Regions from separate parts of the Drosophila melanogaster genome. Here region 2 is linked to region 1. The links are chromatin contacts, called in public targeted proximity ligation maps. All regions are on one chromosome and are shown on one strand. The core of a region is the stretch at or near the end of the contact, and the rest is flanking DNA. Distances in the headings are between cores, read along the strand shown.

Region 1 (7,354 bases), core at 2,665-5,164:
ACCTAATTTAATTTTCGTAGAGAATCGAACCGGAGCCCAAGAACCGGAGCGGAGCAACGTGCATTGGCAATAAAAGCGTTAAATTTGTTTATTTTTCCCAGCCTCGCAAGTCCGCCGGGTATTCTGCCTCCCCGCAGGCTTCACCGCCTACCCACCCAGCTATCCAGCTATCCAGCCAGTGGGTTTTCGATTCGATTTCCCTGTTTTTCCATCCATCCGCTCCAATGTTTAGAGTGCGGCATACCTTCCGGACCCGCTGGAAATCCGCCCACACGAAGGATGTCCATACCCATATATACGTATGTACACCATATAACCTCCGCTCCGGGCGGCGCTCCACGTTCCTTTGTTTTTGCTTTAGCATTGTTTTTAAGTGGATGCCGGCACCTCCTTTGTTCCTGGTGCATTGGTTCGGGGAAAAGTGGGAGCCACCGGCAGTTCCGATGCCCTTATCACTAATGAAGTGGCCAATGAACTGTAGCCCCAAAGATTAAAGCGAAATTAAATGGCCAGCCGAAAATTGATTGATCGAAAAAGGTGCGCAACCCAAACAAGAACACAGAACACCACCGGTGAGGAAAATAAATGAGAGAAATTATTTAAACCGATTTAGGTTGCGGTTTGCCGTATTCCAATATGTTGTGCGGTCAGGGGTTAAGAGCGATAAAAAGTGTGTGTATCTCACCACACACTCCAAAAGAATTACGTTTTAAATTGGCTTAAATTCACGGCAGATGCCACAAACTTTTTCAGTCAAGTAGTATTTCCAAATAGGGAGGAGGATGCTTCCATTTTATCATATTTGTGATTATGTGGTGGCCCAAAGAATCAGTTACTAGCTAGCTCGACAGATGGTTTTAATTAAATCAAACATTATTTATTGTTAGAATACTTAGTACAAGCAAAGTATCTATCCAACTTGTTAGGATCTTGAACATCGTATAAAATTGTCTATATTATTACTCTAAAGCGTTAAGGCTTGAAGAAAGCATCACGTCGGCATAATGAAATCAATATCTTGTTTCGCATCGGAAATTTTCGCATCGCGCTGCTGACTGAATCTCAGAGATGCTGGCAGCAGCTATAGGTTGCTTTTTCTCTTCCTCCGCTTGACATTCTCTGAATCCTCCACGGCCAACTTGAATTCCTTGACGACCTCGGGCAGCGTCTCATCCGTCCCGTCCACCGTCCAGTTCTCCAGATGCGGTGGGCGGTGGTGCAGAATGAAGGGATTAATGACGGCCGCCACACCCTGCGCATTGTTGAGGTGAACGTGGTGGGTGCCCTGCACTTCGTGGAGCTCGAAGTGCGGGTTGTTCTCCCTGAGGATGCCAATCACCTCGTCGCTCTGCTCGTCTATGTAGTTCGACTCGGAGCCCTTGATCACGCAGTAGGGCACATTCTTGATGGTCCTGGCCAGTTCAGCGGCGAAGGGAGGACTCGTATGGAACTCCGTGTAGTACTTGCAGCGACCGTCGCGCGAGAAGAAGAACTTGGCCGGGAACTTGGTGGAACGGCTGATGTTGCGCTCCAGGATGTGGCGGCAGTTCTCCAGCTCCACCGAGTAGTCGGTGCCTTTGTACAGGACCTGCTCCATCTCTGTGTAGGTATAGGCCGGCGGCTCCTGGCGCTTGGAATTCGCAAATCGCTCGTCCTCCACAATGTAGCCCTCGATGTTCTTGCGCAGATAGTCGATCTGCGAGGGGGGCTTCCTATAGCGGGTCTTCACTATATCTATGCTGACCAACATGTCGGTGCGATGTGGGTACAGCGAAGCGAATACGAAGCACAGCATGGCGCTCATTGAGTGGGCCATCAGGGACACCTTCTGCCAGCGGTACTCCTCCATTACGCGCAGGATCACGCACAGGTAGTCCACGAAGTGGTAGGCAATCCCCTCGGGCAGCTTCGAGGAGTATCCGTGGCCGGGCAGGTCGATGCACAGCACTCCCAGGTGCTTCGGTAGCAGGGGCAGCAATTTGTCCCACGTGCCCAGGTTGTCCAGCCAGCCATGCAGCGCCAGGATGGGTCGTACCTGCCGATTGCCGTACCACTTGCCCACCACATAACCCCACGGCATGTCGATGCGCACGTCCATGGGCTCCTGAAATGCACAGAGAGAAATTGCTTAGAATAATGTTCACCTAATATCACAATTACAATGCACAACTAAGGTGTCTCACCATTAACGCAACCTAACGTTAAGGCAACAAATCACTACAATATACCTTATTTATATATTATTTTTCCTGGTGTAGGAAAGTACCGAAAAAGAGTTGCATGAGGGAAAAAGTTGGTTGCAAAGAGGTGGTTTTGGAAAAGGGAAGGGGATTTGTCCAGCTTGTTAGCTGTTAATTGCCAGTGGGCAACTTGGTAGCTGCTTTCGGCCCGCTGTCAACCAGTTGGCTTAGATGGGTTTTCAGTTTAGCAGAGGATGCCGAACAGACTGGCCTGGCAGGCAAGAAATGCGCCAATGGCGTTTACCAAACTTCATTTTGGGAATGCTTATTTGCAATTTCCTATGCACCGAACACTTTCGCATTTACAGAGACTCGTTCAATAAAAAGTATTATAAAATTAAATCGGCTGGCAGAATACTTTCATTCAGGCCCTTTTGATGACCCAAGTCATATGGCCATATCATTTATCTCCGCCCGTGCGAACTGGTGCGTATTTCACCATCCCCAGCGATTTGATCAATTGGTTTGCTGGAAAAAGTTGAAGTGCCTGACAACTGAGCGAGTTTTTCGGACGGGGACCAGGTGTCAACTGATGGACAGGAGGCCCCGCAGTGCCACTAGCTGCCTGGGCCACAATTTATCATCTAGTTCTTACTTTGTTTTGGGCTCCAATCGATAAGCGATTGTGTATCCACTGCAATTGACTGATGCTGCACATGCAAACCCCGCAAAGTTCGAACAAATGGATTTTCGTAGTTTGCCACCACAGAGAAACTTTTTCCGAGCTCGGTTTAGCACGGTCGCTCAACTTGAAAATTAGCGCCGAGCACTTTCAACTGTAACGACATTTTCCGAGGGGTAAATACATATATATATATATAACAGAGGGTGAGGAAGATGGAACGGAGAACTTTTAGAGCATCCGCCCGACTGTTTGATGAACTCCTAATGAGCTAGATAATCGAAGAATACTAATTTGAACCCATTAGCGTACACCAAGCAAAAAGCTGGAGTCAAAAAATAAAGATTAATTGGACGGCAAAGTTTCTATTGTATCAGGTGTTTGTACTTTTGCCTTTATATTTACAAGTCCAGATTAATATCTTTATGATATGAAGCCATTATCAGCGCTGTTTTCTAGATCATTATAAGTGTATAAGTGGTTTATGACTAAAGTTTTCGCCCCCGTTACCACTTAACCAGAACAACATTCCGCCGGTAGCTGATGGGTCCAAGTAGACATTGACTTTGATTCCGCATTAGCGGGAATCTTATCAGTTCGAAGAGTCCAAGGCGATAAGAATGCAATTCCGTTCAAAGGTAAGAAAGGCGAAGGGGCAGCTAAACGTGTCTGATCCGTCGATCTATTTAGCTCGATAACAGGACGAGCAAACGTCTAGCAAATCTTTATAATAGACGCCCGCCGGGGATCTAATCAACTCCATATAATTACCTGTTCATGCGTCTCGATGGGGTTGCCTCGACCTTCGGAATTCGATGTCATTTTAGTTGGCAATCTCGGTGAATAATACAATCTAAATCCCAACTAATTCCGACACACGCCGTGTCGGAAAATATATACGCAAGGTGTTGTGGGAAACTTTTCTATTTTTATACTGCACTAACTAAATTAGTTGAACACTAGCGAGATCGAGCCGAAGAGAAGTGCCCGCTAGCGGGGCATAAATAAAACTAAATCTTATTTCGCCAGAGAAGCCGATTAAATCCCAACTGAGGCCGAACTTTAATCAGCGGTGTTTCCAAATCAGAAAACGGGAGAACTGCTTCAAGAGAATGGGAAACGACCCTATAAAGAGACTCTACATAGGGAGAACTAAATAAAGCGATCCATCGAAAGCTTTTGGGGGGAAGATATATGCTTAGTCAGTTTCGGTTGCGATATGGAATGAGAGAGTCTTTATCGGTGAGCGGGGAAAAAGCTCTACAATGTCATGCAGACCTAACTAACAACAAATTTATTATGGATCAAAGGTTAAAAAGTTAAAAGAAACTGAAAGCATTGATTAAAATATATCTGCTGAAAATGAAACAAGTCAACTAATATATGTAATGTCGCCACTTAACTAATTAAGAATGCATCCACTGAAAGTTAACATCTTTAAACAGTATTTTTTTATGTTACAACTGCGCGCACATTAAAAAATCCACAAATTGCGTATAACAACAAACCGTATATAGAAAAAACCTAAGTGACACGCCAATTAAATCAAATTATTGGGTTTCGAATAAACAGAGACCAAGGATAACATTGAAATTACAATGCTCATAACGCAAAATATGTGCTCACCCATATAAAATCGAATATTTACCCAGATAAACATCAATATTTATGGATTTTTCATATTCCAAAAGTGACTATCAAATAATTGATGCAAACATGCCAAACCTCATAATGCCAAACCAGAAAATAAAGCACACTCCAGAATATTGCTTTTTGATCGAACTACGAAGATATGTATGTAGGTAGAAAAAATATTAAACTTTTCATATTTTATTATTAATTTTTATGAGATTGGCAGAAAAAGAGCACTCACGCATTGCACTAAAATGCAAATGAATTCGATTTGTGTGTTCTTTATAGCATTTTTTACGCAGCCAACAATCGGTTCAAAAATTAATAAACGAGCAAATCAATAAATATTTATTTAACTCTCGAGGGATGAGATAAAACTTGGCTCTATTTTGTTGGGCAGATGTTCAAAAAACCATTGGCCTCTTTCGACAACAGTTTACACAATAAATGTGTTTAGTTTTTGCTAAATGGAAACCATTTGAGAATCCTATTGCACTCGCTCGGGGCTGTGGCTCAAATCATAAATCTTCATGGACTGCAAATTGAATGTGTTGCCGCGAGGAATGGCCAGCGACGGTTTCGCGCAGTGCCATAAATAACGAATTGAAACCATAAATCCGGCGATGAAAAGTATGCAAAGCCTTTTTAATTTCCAATGCAATTAAAATGGCAAAGGCTAGGTTACACTATTCACGATACACGATTCAGGATCAGAGGCCAAGCGAAATGGTTGGTTGGCCAAGAAAGGAAACACCCGTGCGGTGTTTAATCAAATGCATCTGCTGCTGACCAAGTGGCGGAATCCCGAATCCTGTTAGCACCTTATCGACCCGCTCGGCATTTGGGGGCTCGCAGTGAAATCAAATTACGCTGCAGCTGCATGCAGCCCCGGTCACAGGACATAGTTCACCTGCCACACGACGCCCCTCTTGCCACTAATGACATTCGAATGACATTGGTGGATGCAGGCGAACTTGGCTAATGACTCCGGATCCCCTCCGGCGGCATTGCCTTGAATGAGACCAAATTAACATGTGGTTTCGAAACTGGAACTACATTTAAAGCTACTTTTGTTAGCTCTTTTTAATGTGTTCATTACAGTTAGTTTTCAAATTCATTTCGTTCAACTAATTTTTGAAATCGGGTCAAAAGTATCTAAGCGGAATGACAGCCTTCATCACGGAATCATTTGCACGTCTCGCTTGGCCAAAGATTTGCACTTGGTATTTTCTGGATTTATGCCAAAGTAAAGGCATTGGTGGTGCCTGCCACGCCCATTAGTGACGTGTTCCGCCCTAATATTGTTGCTGCTAGGTGCAAAATGCAAAGTAATGGGCTTTGAAAATGCCTGCCAAGCAAGCCATAGAATCCGGCAAGCAGGTCCAGTCGAATATGTAAATACCCTTTAAATGCATTGGAGGTTAATGTTGGCAATTGGTAAATTCTAGAGGATAGTACCTTCTTTCTAACTAACTTAGTTACTAAACGATAATTAGTGAGTCATGTAATCTAATTGGCTGCAAATAGGGCATATAATCGTCGTTCTTCGGCAGTTCGGCCTGGCATCCTGCATTCTGAGCTCCTGTTTTCTGGTCTGGCCTTTTGTCTGGCACTCGAGTGAAAAGCTTTTGTCGGCGCATGGAAATTTGACGGAAATTGTTTGGTCTGATGGATGCAGCTGCAGATGCACCTCGTTCTCGGACTCCCGATCCTGTTCCTTCTGCTAGTTTGCCTGCTGTGTACCTTTGGCTAATGGTCTCGTCTGCCGCGTGCCTCTCTGTTGGCTGTGTCAATCCTTCAGCTAAGTAAGCAGACAGTTTTTAGCATTATGGTCAGTTGAAAGGCCATAAACTGGCCTGTTCAGCTGAGTGTTGTCTAACCGAATGAAAATGGCAATTTCAATAGAATTTAAGCCTGATTCTTGCTGTCGAGCGGGAAGCGAGGATTACGCCAAGCGAAATAAATGCAAATCGCATTAGAATAAATTTTGGCTGCAACTGCAGAATAATGTCCTTAGAATGGCCAACCTAGACGGGGCATCTCGAGCGGCGAACTTTGGCGTCAGGTAGCCCAGATAGTGAAAGGTAAATATATATATTCGTAAAAGCACTTTCAGAAAAGTTCCTAGCCAAAATTCACTCGTGACTTTTCAAAATATGCAAAACAAGCTGCCTTGTGAACAGCTAAAATCATTGAAGACAACGAACTATATCCTTAAAGTGGCATATAAATATGTGACTGCGAGTTTTGGCAAGTGTAACTCGCAGCATCATTACTCTAAAGGAGCATGGACCCCGGCACATTAAAAGCCAGTTGAACTTTTTAATGCATAATTTATTGTAGGACTGACTTGGCCACGGTTAACTAACTGAGAAACAGCCAGCGGGGCAAGCAAGCAGGTTAAAGCCAGGCGCACTTTTTGTTGACTTTATTTTGTGTTTTCTATGCGCAGCGCGGAAAATCAGTTAGAACAATGGTTGGGATGCAGATCGGTGGCGCATCATAAATATTTATGAAAAGCTTGGCCGGGCACGTAGCACCGAAAGCATCTCATGTAGAAACACCGTCGAATGGTAGCCCAAATTTATTGTGCGTCCTTGCCAAACTCATCTTTAATGCCGGCACATGCGGCACGTATAAATATTGAGGCGAAATATTTATCTGCAATTGATTGTTGATTTATTTTCGGGAGGAAATAAAATAATATACAGGAGGAGAAATGTGGCTAGAATGAATGGTGTTCGTGGATTTATGTTGGGCAATATGAATTCAAGTCTACTTATGATGTTTAACTCATGAAATATCAAAATAAAATTCATCTTCTGAATATCACCATAACTATGCATAAATGTTTGCACTG
Region 2 (7,354 bases), core at 1,367-3,866, 360 kb after region 1:
AAAGATTTCCATAAATGCGAAAAGTAAAAAAAAACAATATACATATCAGTGATTAACATAAAACTCAGATTTACACGAAAACAGAGTCTGTCTACTTCTTTAATTAAGAATAATCTCTTGAATAACTATTCTCTTGTCTGTTTGCGTTTGATTTATTTAATTCACACAGATCTGCGATCTGGATTTCTGTGGAAATAGTTGCGACAAGATTCAGAAGTAAAATAAATAGCATAAATGTGAAGCAATAAATCAAAGTCTTTCAACTTTGGTAATTTTTTTGAAAAGTTAAATTCTTTAATCTGATCAGCAGATGTCAAGATTTTCCATAAACAAAACTGAATAATATGAAACAATTATTCATGTTCAAGCTTTGGCACATAATCAAGATTATTGCTATTTAATGTTTGATCTGTCATCTGGCTTCCTATATGGTTTTTTTTTTTAATGAAGAACAACTTTTTTGAAATACTCGGTGCAGTTTTGAGAACATTTAAGCCGTTGCAAAAGTTTTCCATAAATGCCAAAATGGTGAAACTATAAATTCAAGGCGTTGAATTAACTTTTGGCTACTCAAAGGCATTAGCATAATGCCCAGATTTGCATGAAAATTAACGCATTTGAATGTTCAATCTGTCAAATGCTATGCGATTTTGGCTGTTTCGTTAATTAAGAATAATTTGTTGAATAACTTTTTGTGCCTGCATTTGACTAATTAAGTTTATGCAAATTGCTCGAGCGTGGGCGAAAGTTTAATGACGCCGGAAAATAGCTGAATACTTTATGAGTTTTTAAGTCGCCGACAAATTGACGATGGATATTGTGTGGAAATAAAAATTGAAACATTAAAGTGAAGCAACTATAAATAAATATACACAGAAGTCATAAAACAAAGGCGGGCCCTTCATCTTGTTGTGTTCTACCCCAAACTCCCCTTATTGTATCTTTTGGAGCTCCCTCTTCCAGTGCACTGGAAAAAGCGTTAGATATGGTTTATCTATAAAGATATTGTATGAAAATTTTATTCTCTACCACACACTATACGTTAATTTTAATACAAGACCTTTAAATTGAGATAAGCATCAGATACCACATTTTTTCTCAGTGTATTGGGGACTGACATGAAGCGCAACTGTTTCTGCGAGACAAAGGAGCAGAGAGAGAAGAAGACGACGAAGGAAGTGGAAGCGGGAGTGGAGAATAAGGAGCACAACAGAGGGAAGTCGTTGAAATTAAATACGGTTTGTAACCAGAAATTCCGCAACTAAAAATAAACAAATGAGAAAAAGAAGCGCAGAGCACGCGACGCACAAAAGAGGGTGAAATTGTACCCGCGAAGAGCTGAGTTTAACAACAATATAATGTTCTTGGCCTCGCCAGCGATTTTTTATTGAGGAAATAGTGCAAATAGAATTGTGATTTCTGCATATTTGCATAAATTGCGGCCACTCGCAGAATTGCAAAACAAAGAACGGCGATAAATAAGGCCAAAACAACGATAGCGAAATTATCAGAAGAAACCCACACATGCAAACAGAACCTAAGACAACAAGAGAAAAACAAAAGTCACTTGCTTTCGTTTTGTTTTGTTTTGTTATGTTATGGTTTTTTATCACCCAGTCTCCATCTCGCTCTCGCTCCCCCTCTCTCCCGCTTCTCTTACTCATTCCCACCCGATCGGAGTTGCATTTTGCGATCAACGGTTCTTTGGTTGGGGCATACTTCCTGCTCGCTCGCACCTACGCGAAAAGGCTCTGCGAAACCAGTTATTAAAAGCCATAAAAAGGAGAACCGTTTAACTGTTTAAGTGTCCCATGTTGGTTTTTTCGCCAGGTGTCTGAAACTTCGCCAGCTGTTGGCCGAAACTATTTTCGTATTTTCGTGTTTCGCTCGCAATTCTGCAATTTGCAATTGTTTTTTCGGGGGTTTTTTGCTGTCCTGCTTCTGCGCAGAGGGTGCAAGCAGGACGACAGGACTCGAACTCACACACACCCCTAAAAATGCCGCTACTCCAAATGCAATTTCATTGTTTTACCGTTGTATTTGCACTAAAATCGGAACCTGAATTTAATGGCGATTTCGTTTCAAAATATTTGCGTACACCCGGAATTGTGTGGCACCCACACCCCCAATTTACACTTCGTATTTCGTTCAACTCCGGCGCAGCTTCGTTTTGCTCTCTATATACAGCTTCATTGCGTTTTTTTTTATTAAATTTCTTTGCGCAAAAGGAGTGGCGTTGTCCAGGATTTTTTCACACATACACATGGACCTTATACACATATAGTCGGCGTCTTTTTATTTTCATTCGCACTGTTTTGTACTTTTTTCCGGCACATTAGCTTTTCGCCAAACTCCATTTAACACTCCTTTGCTGGGATTTACCTTTAAAAAGCTTTTTGTTTAGCCCTTTCGGTATACACAAATCCTTTTTTTTAAATACTCGCGACCCGGAATACTCGAATATATCCTATTTCGAAGGACGTTAATTGTACGATGAAAAAAATCACTCGATCATCATATGAACTCAGTACCCGCGGCAATTTATACTTATTGTTGATATTTTTGCAGCGGTTAAACTCGCGACGAAAACGCGTCCGTTTAGCTTGAATTTCGGGCCGATTTTGGTTTTGCTTTGTTTTTTTAGAGCTGGTACGATAGGAGACGACTATTCGATACTATCGGTGAATTGTTTTGGCGCTATGGGTTTTTAATTCTCGATTCAAGTGCGGTCTCACTGATAACTTGCTAATAATATTCGATTTATTCACTTATATTCGAGCAATCAGCGCTACATTTCAAAAAGTTTGTGTTCTAAACTGGCATTGCTTTGGCCATTTTACGAAATTCAAATTTATTTTTCCTTAGGAAACGCACAACGCTTGAAAATGCAGCTCAATATTTAATATTTAAAGAGCTTAAGTTTTTAAGAAAATTATAGTAAATCTGTATTATTCACTTTAGGTCATTTGTAAGGTAATGTAAAAACTAGCAAAGACTCAAACCAGTAGAAAGCTCTCTACATTCATGTTAAATATTGAAATATTCGTTTGGTGACCGAATTTTAAAATACCTTTTGTATTAAAATAACTTCTTAATAATAAATACCAACCGGCAAATAAAATGCGGATCTTTTGTTGTATTTTTTTTTTTTAATTTTGAGATTATATATATATAATAATTAGATTTACATTCATTTCTGTACCATTTTACTTGTTTTATTTTAGAAATAAAGTAAGCATTTATTACTAATTCTTTTATTTTTTTTTTTTGTTGCTTTAGACGTGCATGTTGGTGCACTTATCTTTCCATTTTGCTTGGATGAACATTACTAAATACGGGGGCGTACAATCAGTTTATAACACAAAAACAAACAATATTTTAAATATACTTCTTCATGAGACTTTTTCGTGTGGAAGAGAAGGGAGTGGGGCGAAATCACGCAAACAACATAAAATAAGGCAGAATTAGTGTTTCATTGGGGACATTGGAGTGTGTGCCAGTTGGGGACAAGATTCTTCTATATGCACTCGATATAGAGATATTGCAACGTGACCACTTTTGATATTGAAGCTAGTGAAAACACAAAGAAATGCACACAGTACAAAAAGCGGAGATGGTTATCAATTTTAACATGCTACGATTTATAGAATTTTGGTTTAATTTCCCTCCTCGATTCGTTCATCCGTTATTTTTGCTTTTGTTTTCATCATTCTCTTGGCTCTGTATAAAAGTTCAGTAAAAAATGCAGCTTAACTAGGTTCTCGTTTTGTAATTCCCTCCAATTTCGTTATTAAGGTAGCTCTCCTCGCAAACGACGTGGTGCGTTTCTATACTTCCATTGGATTTCCTCAATTGTTGCAAGCTTGCTTGGGTTTTGTGTTGCTTTCGGCTTTATTTTACATTAATCAATTATTTACTTGTTTATCACTTAGTTTTTACAATGGCGTTTTATGTGGGTTTTGTTTGCTTTGCTTTGCTTCGCTTCGCTTCGATTTCCATTTGCATTTGCATTTGCATAAAATGTATAAATTTCCTCTGCTCTCTCTCCACTAACACGTATTTATCAGAAACGCACAAATAAATTCTATTTGATAATATCAAGAACAAAAACTAACTGCATATATTTTCTTCTATATTTTCTGCTGTGCGCAGAAAATTCGATATACTTGTATGTTTTGTGGGCTTATGCTGCGTTGCTAACTTTCAACTTAAGTTTAACTTGTAAGCGAAATCATACACAATCGTGAAACGACATTTGAAATGAATCTGAATCTGAATCGTGTGTGCTGGGTGTTTGTTCAGTTATGTAACGTTAATATACATACATCGAAAGGATGGAGGATACGAATTGCTTTAATTGCGGTTTTTTTTCTGACCAGATCTGACAAAAAACCTCGACGAGTGAGCTTGAAATGTTCGTTTCTAAATATTAAGTAGATTATTTTATACACATATATATATATATATATATATGTATATATATATATATAGACTCGCGTTGATCGAGTTTTCTTAGCACATTTACTAATTGAAACGTTGTCGTGGTGAATTTCATAAGCACAAGTTCATGACCTCGGGTTGTTGGTATGTTGTTGAGTGTTGTTGTTGTTGTTGTTGTTGGTGTGTTTGTTTAGGATATCTCACTTAATCGTTATGCACTCTTCACTTAAATCAGCTAATTATCTTTTATGTGTTCGCGTTAGATACTTTCATTCATTTTCGTTTGCCTTTTGTGGTAAAATAAGAAGAAAATGTTTATGGGTTGATTTTGTTGCCGGTTGAGCAAATCGATCGCTGGGCCGTCGATCGAAGGCTGCCTGCCACGATCATCGATCGTCGATTGGATTGGATTGAATTGGATTGGTTTCGATTGGATTCGATTACCAATTGGCCATGCCCGGCTTGTTGAGCGTCATAAAGTAGATTTGACACGATGAAGCACCTTTGGCACTGCTGAAGAATACTTTGTCGTTTCGCTCGCAAAGGAATTTCAAGCGCTGCGCCTTTTTGTGCATGAACACACCATCCAAATGGCCGCTCTCAACGGAACGTATCTGTAATGAGGGCACAAACCATTAAAATGATTACTCGAGGTCCCAAAAGCATGCTCACTCACCTCTATTGCTTTATTGCCCCAGCCCATGATTTGTCCAGTGCCGATGTAGGCCACCGAGGTGGGCATCTCGCCCCACTAAGAAGGAGTAAAAAAAAAGTGTATTAACACACTGGCCAACTAAATAGCTAGAAGTATTCCCCGATGACTTGCCTGCAGTACAATGTTCTTGGAAACGCGGCCCACAGTGTTCACATAGACGCCCTCATTGTCGTAGCACAGCAGCAGTTGCATGCCATTTGAGTTGGGAAGCGCCACAATACAATGCGGAATGATTGCACCCTGAGTCTGCAGAAATAGCAATTATTTAGCAATCAATTACGACATTTGCCATCAGACCAACTTACATGCTTGGGAAGATAGATATCGTATACTTCAGCTGAATCTAAATCAACCGCATGGAAACCCTCGGCGGAGCCATAGATCACCTTCAGTCTCGACTGATCCTCAATGGTGAGATCGACCAAAAGCGGGCGATGTTCCAGTTCACCAAAATTCTATGAAATAAAAACCATGACTCGAAAACTTTCATAATGATTTGCGGAGACCCACCTTAAATGCCATAAATTTGTGATATGGTTTGGGAGCCCATGCATAAATTTCAATAGAGTCTTTTAATGCAATCACTAGGAACTTAATCCTCTCGTATTTGACAATCTTAAAATGTACAGCACCTTGCAGATCACCCACGTTGATCCAACCGTTCCGACGCTCCACTTGCTGCAATTGAAATCGTATCGAATTATTAGTCGAATGGCTAACTTGGCAATTCAAATAACTCACATCGGAGAGTCCGTCGGTGCGCAAGATCTTCGACTTTAGCCAGGACAAGTAGTAGACGCGCACTCGGTTCTTCTTGCCGGATATGGTGACCAATATGTTCTGGCCCTCTAGCACCTCCATTTGCTGGAAACGGCGTCGCGAGATGAGCTGGTAGACCTGTGGCAGCAGATATAATGGTGCATTAGAGGGGTACATGATTTCATTCTATATAAATCACTTACCTTGCCCTGACCGGATCGATCTAGCAGCATTAAGCCATTCTCCGTTCCAATCAGCAGGTTGACGCCCCATAGCGCTGCGCACAGGATTTCCGAATTGAAGCGCTTCTTATACTTACGGATCTCGGGCGTATCGTTGGCCGCCTCGTGGGAGGTGGGCGTTACATTGACATTGACGTGCGATTCCCGGCGCGAAGGACCAGAGCCGCCGGCGCCGAAGCCAAAGGTCAGGAAACTGCGCTGCTTCTGTTGCAGGGCATAGGCGTGCGGTGGCAGCGGATTGGAGATCGAGGCCGAGGACGTCGAGGAGCAGGGCGTCAGGTGGTGCAGGTTCGCGGAGGAGGAAGAAGCAGATTTGTGCAAGAGATTAGTAATACTGCTGGAGGAGCGCGTCTTGCTGATCGAATTCTTGGGCGAATTCTGGCGCGAATTCGAGGACGAAGAGGCGAGCGATATCGTCGATTGGGGCGAGTGATTGCTGCTGATAATCACGCCGCCCACAACGGTACCGCCCCCCAAACCGAGACCACCGCTTCCGCTGCTGGCGATAAACGATTTCGATGGCGTGGAATGCACGGATGAGCTAATGGCCGCTTGATACTGCTTAATCGATAACACAGTTCGATTATTTCGATTAGTTTATTGGCGTACGTTATCGATTATTATTTATTTATTTTTATATTTTTACATAGGATTTCATTGGTTTTTGATTTGTTTACGTTTTTTTTTTATGTAGAAAGAAAAGAAAAATAGAAAAGTGCAGAAAAATTGTAATTAGTCTTAAGATGTCAACTAAAAATAAGATAAATTAAAAAATATTCACATGCGAGGATTGGGTGTGTGCTTCGGTTTATGTGAGCATAGAGAGCATTACAATAGTGTCTTGTGTGCTTATAAGTGTTATGTGTGGATGCTTAGACTAACAACAAATGAAAATATAGCCGAAACTCAGACCATGTTAACAGTGGTAAAAAAGGCGGAAGTGTGTTAAGATTAAACCAGAAGAAATTATAAATCAATATGTGATTAATCTTTCCCCAGAGGCCTTTGGTAAAAAGAAGAAACCCATTGAAAATGTGTTGTGTTTTCATACTTTACTTTGGAACCTGTGTGTGTTGTATGTGGTATGTGTGTAATGTATAGTAGACGAAACGTTAGCCACAAAAGATTGGCTGCTTACAACGCAAAAGACAAAGGGAATACCCAAGTTGAAATTGAAATGAATTTGTTTTATTGACAG

The links.
Region 2: a targeted proximity ligation map of the Kc167 cell line shows a contact between it and region 1, with 3 times the contacts expected there.

The regions. Positions count from the first base shown.
Region 1 is chr3L:2,188,307-2,195,660 of dm6, forward strand. CG5707 reads right to left here and starts at 3,915. Exons shown (of 2, transcript NM_143808.4): 1 at 3,634-3,915; 2 at 854-2,104. The coding sequence starts at 3,684. The coding sequence ends at 1,082.
Region 2 is chr3L:2,551,676-2,559,029 of dm6, forward strand. Spn (Spinophilin) reads right to left here and starts at 2,617. Exons shown (of 16, transcript NM_001259642.1): 1 at 2,383-2,617. It overlaps msn (misshapen), which reads right to left. Exons shown (of 18, transcript NM_206252.3): 12 at 6,118-6,714; 13 at 5,897-6,052; 14 at 5,666-5,833; 15 at 5,461-5,610; 16 at 5,267-5,401; 17 at 5,117-5,191; 18 at 3,172-5,054. The coding sequence ends at 4,881.